Linked DNA regions of Sus scrofa: region 2 is linked to region 1. A link is a contact called in public HiChIP or PLAC-seq data. All regions are on one chromosome and are shown on one strand. Each heading gives the region's core, a stretch centred on a gene start, on an enhancer-like site or on the middle of the called end of the contact. The rest is flanking DNA. Distances are from core to core; before and after follow the strand shown. Region 1 holds the start of PRKRIP1 (PRKR-interacting protein 1). Region 2 holds the start of LRWD1 (leucine-rich repeat and WD repeat-containing protein 1).

Region 1 (2,700 bases), core at 108-2,607:
GAAACGAATCCGACTAGGAACCATGAAGTTGTGGGTTCGATCCCTGGCCTCGCTCAGTGGGTTAAGGATCTGGCATTGCCGTGAGCTGTGGTGTAGGTTGCAGACATGGCTCGGATCCCGAGGTGCTGTGGCTCTGGTGTAGGCTGGCAGCTGCAGCTCTGATTAGACCCCTAGCCTAGGAACCTGCATATGTGGCGGGTGCAGCCCTGAAAAGACAAAAACAAAAAACACAAAGCAGAAAAACAACAATGCAGAAAAAAATACTCTAATGCCAAGCCATAGCAACAATACCCCTTCACTGTAAGAGCGAAATACTGGATCAGTGAACTTTTTTCCTCCCTATGAGAGAGGTAATCAACAAATACTAGCTGCAAAGTTTTTATATCTACACTTTAAAGACCACATCCGAAAGACATTACCCATTACATCTCGGACAAATTCCGGGGGAGGTCGAGGTGCCCATTCACTCACTTTTTCTGGAATTGGAACTGCTTTGTCCTGCAACACACAGAAAGCATTTATATGTACAAAGTCACAGCTTTTACAAAGAACTGGACTAATGAAGTACAGTTGTTTTGCTCCTTGGACCCAAAGCCGAGTGTCTCTTCTTCCCTCTGCCTTTTCTTCTCCCCATACACTATGGATTCTATCACAACCCACAACTTTCCAGGGCAGACCTCAGAAATGTAAGACATCATTTAGGGCTGGAAACCTCCGACTTTAAAAACTATTATTCGAAGAGAGTCAACCCTTCTTAGTCAAAGGTGGAAGAGACCTTCGCATCCAACATTTTCATGACTGAGGGGAATGACTTGCCCCAGTTGTCTCGGCTAATGCCTCTCTAACAGCTGGTGCTATTTAGGAGAAAAATATCCTTGGGCTAACCCACGGATTCTCTCTCTCCAACTTAAGGCTTCTTTTCACACGGTTAAACTGGAAAGAGCCTTAAAGCACGGGAAGCCACCCCATAAGCCTTCACCCAGGCTGGGCTCTAATGTAAAGGCAGGAGAGAGCTCACTATCTTTGGGGCAGCCTACTTCTTCCTCAGGTCTGACTCTAGATTTCGGGTTCTGAGTTCTAGAGTTCAGAGGGGGGGAAAGTGGACCCGCAGGCGTCCGGAGATGCCGGAACCGAAGGAGGTGGGACTCGGGGGGGCCGTCAGCCCTCTGTCTCACCGGGTTCTTCATGAGCCGTTCCAGCTTGAGCTTCTGCTCCTCCGCCGCATTCTTGGGGATGACGAGCGTCTGCGGCTCTTTCTTGGGCCTGGGCGGTCGCACCGAGGAGGCAGCTGAACTCGCCATGACTACTCTCCAGCCTCCCTGTGGAGGGGCGGAAGCGGCGGCGCGCGTATGACGACAGAGCCGCGCGCCTGCAACGCACGCGCAGTCTCCTCGCTGGGCGGGGCTGGGGCGGAGTTGCCGGCCGGAAGCGGGCTGCTGAATATTCATGAACCCAAGGCCGAGAGGGGTTATATTGATTAAACCTGCTAGATTTCATTTCCTGTTTCTGAGCAAATGAGGGCAGCGAATGCTCTTGCCCCTGGGGGAGAGGTGGCCCTGCGTGCCCGAGGGTCCGGCCCTAGCAGACCTTTCCAGTCGTGGCGCGCACTGTGGCTCCGCCGCCGCTCAGCTAATGGCTTTGAGCATCCTCCACTCCCACCCCCACCCCCGCCCCCGCCCCCAGGGCCTTTGTCTGGACCGCTCCTCCTCCCATTTCTGACAGTCTTAAGACAGCGCGAACAAGTCACTGTGAGTTCCCTGAGGACTGGCACTGCTTCTCTTTTCTCACCTCGAATTACTCTGCACCTGGCTCCCTGCAACTATACCTCGGTCGAGTGAACGGGCTTTCTTATGATAAGGAGGGTAGCTGCCCCTCACATCTGGGAGCTGGCCTGGCATTCACTGCTAGGCCTTGGTATTCAGCGGGACGTAAACAATTTTCCAGAACACCGCCATCGTGCAAGGCCGTTGTGTGGCCATGATGGAGCAAGGCATAAACAAGACTGCTCTGTAATCATGTTCAAAGTCAAATAAAAACAAGAATATTGTTGGAATCAGTCTTGGTCTGATTCCAACAATATGAAACATTTCCCCATTCTGACTAATATGAGTAACTGCTGCTTCTTTATAGCATTAGCCTCCCACTTTAAATATTTACTAAGGCTTGCAATTGTAGAGCCGTCCCAGCTTCCTGACATCTAGTCCAGAGAAAAAGCCCACTTGCTTGAACCCTCCCCCAGATCACCTGACCCAGGCCCAAATTCTTTAAGTCTTTTTAAACACTCTTACTGAAGTAAATGCAGTCTTCCTTCTCAAAAGAGGCATTGAGCCCAATTCGTTCAACGATAAGTGTGTTCCTGGTGGTATTCAGAATATTTCTCATAGAGAGTGGAAGTTCTGTCTTGTTCATTGGTATAGTCCCAGTGCCTGGGGCAAGGCCTGGCCTATGGCACAATACTCAATAAACACTTGCTAGATGGGGAGTTCTCACTGTGGCGCAATGGGATCAGCGGCATCTTGGGAGCACTGGGACGCAGGTTCAATCCCAGCCCTGCACAGCAGGTGAAGGATCCGGTGTTGCCGCAGCTACAGCTTAGGTCAAAACTATGGCTCAGGGAGTTCCCGTTGTGGTGCAGCGGAAACTGATCTGACTAGTAACTGTGAAGTTGCGGGTTTGATCCCTGGCCTTGCTTGGTGGATT
Region 2 (2,700 bases), core at 116-2,615, 82 kb before region 1:
CCCCACTGCTGGGACTGTACATGTGGGGAGCAGACCTCCACAGACAAGACGCCAAGCACCACTGTCAGGCTCAGGACCGCTCAGCTGCCCCCCATACCCCACCCTCAGTGTCCTCCAAACATTCACTTCCATCACTGGCTCCTCAAGGCCCCCAACGACTCCCAAGCACCAGAGACACCTTCCCGCCCCTTACCCTGCTGGTCAGCTCCCGGTTCAGGTTCTCCACCTGAGAGCAAGTGGAGGAAGCATCCTTGCCATTGACCTTGCGGAGCTTGGGCAGGAGGAAGGAGACTTTCAGGTTGTCACTGACCTGGGGGGTGAGGGAAGAGGAGCTTGTGGTTGCCTCAGCCTGTGGCTGAGCCCAAGCCCATAGAGTGCTGGCCCTGGGCATGGAGCCGCCGGGGGCCCACACTTACTGTCAGGAAAGGATTGCCCTCCAGGCTGAGCTCCTCGAGCTGTGGGAACTGGCACAGGGCAGTGACGTCGCCCAGCTGGTTGTTGGCGCAGCGGAGGATGCGCAGGTGGGACAGGCCCAGGTTGGCGGGCAGTGTCTCCAGCTGGTTGTTGGAGAGGTCCAGCTCTTGCAGCTGCTTCAGGCGGCTCAGGAGCTTGGGGTCCAGATGCTCTGAGAGCAGTTTCAGCCCTGACAGGCTGGGGGGAAGGGCAGAGAGGACGGGCTTAGGGGGTGTGCGGGCCTCCCACCTGCACCCATGGCAACCCAGGCACTTCACAAGGCTTTTCTGCCTGACATTTTCCCGCGTTTTCCCAACATCCCCCCACCTTTAGCTTAGAACTTCTTTAGAACCTGGAGCAGCTGGCCCCCTCCAGGATTCTTTTCCTGATCCTCTGGGGGCGGGGAGGGGGGAGGTGTCTCTGCTTTCCAGGTCCTCTGTAGTTATCTCAACAGGTTGCTCCCTATTCCTTATGCAAGATTTTCTCCCCAGCAGCCCAGGCCCACCAGACCCGTCTCATAGCGAGAAGACGGCGTTTGGGCCGAATGATTAAAGACTCTGTGGAACCGACAGGGTGATAACGAGGCCGGACAGGGAGAGAGGAAAGATCCCAGGTTTTCTTCCCAATCGCCCGGCGACCCAGGCCCGGCGGTAGGCTGTGTAGCCCCAGCCCTTACTCTAGGCTCCGGATCTTCCCCAGCCGGTCGCTCTTGGGTCTCCCCCGCTGGATGAGCAGACGCACCGAAAGGGGGCCCATGGCGGGGAGGCGCGGCTCGCGGTGGCCCGAACGGCGGCACGGGACTCCGGTGCTGGCGCCAGCGGTTTGCCGAGTCCAGGAGGTGGCGCCGCGCGAATCCGTCGCCGGCGACGACCGGAAGGAAGCGGCCCCGCGGGCCTCATGTCCCGCCCGCGGACTACAACTCCCGGCGGCCCCCGCGGCCCTGCGCCTGCGCTCTGGCTGCCAGGACGCGGCGATGGCGGCTGCGGCGGTGGCGGCCCCCGAGGTCCTTCGGGAATGCGGCTGCAAGGGCATCCGGACCTGTCTGATCTGCGAGCGGCAACGCGGAGGTGACCCGCCCTGGCAGCACTCCCCGCAGGTGAGGGCTGGGAGAGAAGGGCCGCGCCCACAACTCCATTCTTCATCCGGGAATCAGACCGGTCAGCGGTCCTACCGAGGGGGGCGTAGCGGGGTGAGGAGATGACGGCTTTGAGGAGTGAGCTGGGAGTGGCGAAGGGCCTGGGACGTGGGTAAGGTTCGACAGCAGCTCACCCCGAACTTGTGTGGAGTCTGACAGCAAACATAGCGCCCCCGTGTCTGGGGCGGGAAGCTTTAGGGTCCGGTGACGAGACCCACGAAGAGAGTAGATGGGGCCGAAAACCGGGGCAGAGGGCCTCGGATGGAAGTGGGCAAGGAGGAAATTCATTCCAATGAACTCATAAAAAAAGGGACCCTGGGCCACGGAGGGCGGCAGGGGCGTTCCAGCTGGGGAACTGCTTGGGCCGAGGCCTGGGGAAGGTGGGTGATGCTTCAGGTGAGGGAGGCCGGTGGGCCTGACCACAGAAGGCAGGCTGGACTTGCCCTGAGGGCCATGGCGAGCTCTTGAGGGTTTTAAAGGGAGTTACATGTGAATTTTAGAGAGGTCCCGGGAAGGGGAGGAATGGATGGGAAGGAAAGGAGACTGGGAAGCCAGTGAAGCAACTGCCACAGGCTTGAAAAAGCTTGAAAGTTCCTGTGGAAAATAGTGGCAGTTCCTCAGAAAAATTAAAGTAGAGCTGCCATATGACCCAGCAGTCCCCCTTCTGGGTATGTCCCAAAAGAATTGAAAGCAGAGTCTTGAAGAGCTACATAGCAGTTACAGTAGCTGAAAGGTGGAAGCAACCCAGGTATCCAGGGACAGATGAAAGGATGAATAAAACGTGGTCCATCCATGCCATGGAATATCATTCAGCCTTGAAAAGGACAGAAGGGAATCCAGGCACTTGCTACAACAAAGACGAACCCTGAGAACATTAGGCAAAGTGAAATAAGCCAGTCACAAAAAGGCAAATACTGCATGTTTCCACTTACATGAAGTCCCTAGGGTAGTCACATTCACCCAGACAGAAAGTAGAATGATGGGAGTTCCCATTGTGGCTTAGCAGATTAAGAACCCGACCAGTATCCATGAGGATTGTGGGTTTGATTCCTGGCCTCACTCAGTAGGTTAAGAATCTGGAGTTGCCACGAGGCGCAGCTTAGGTCACATAT

The links. HiChIP or PLAC-seq counts read pairs in DNA pulled down with a chosen protein or histone mark.
Region 2: a contact with region 1 is called in an H3K27ac HiChIP or PLAC-seq map of alveolar macrophages. The contact joins the promoter of LRWD1 here to the promoter of PRKRIP1 in region 1. A contact is called at or near these places in 4 of 47 Hi-C or Micro-C datasets (fetal skeletal muscle, liver and omental adipose tissue) and 1 of 2 datasets of contacts at active chromatin or transcription factors (alveolar macrophages).

What each region holds. Positions count from the first base shown.
Region 1 is chr3:9,722,645-9,725,344 of Sscrofa11.1, reverse strand. PRKRIP1 (PRKR-interacting protein 1) reads right to left here and starts at 1,357. Exons shown (of 7, transcript XR_002342313.1): 1 at 1,176-1,357; 2 at 420-498.
Region 2 is chr3:9,804,916-9,807,615 of Sscrofa11.1, reverse strand. LRWD1 (leucine-rich repeat and WD repeat-containing protein 1) reads right to left here and starts at 1,365. Exons shown (of 15, transcript XM_021086276.1): 1 at 1,130-1,365; 2 at 417-651; 3 at 194-310. The coding sequence starts at 1,209. ALKBH4 (alpha-ketoglutarate-dependent dioxygenase alkB homolog 4) reads left to right here and starts at 1,386. Exons shown (of 3, transcript XM_003480995.4): 1 at 1,386-1,549. The coding sequence starts at 1,427.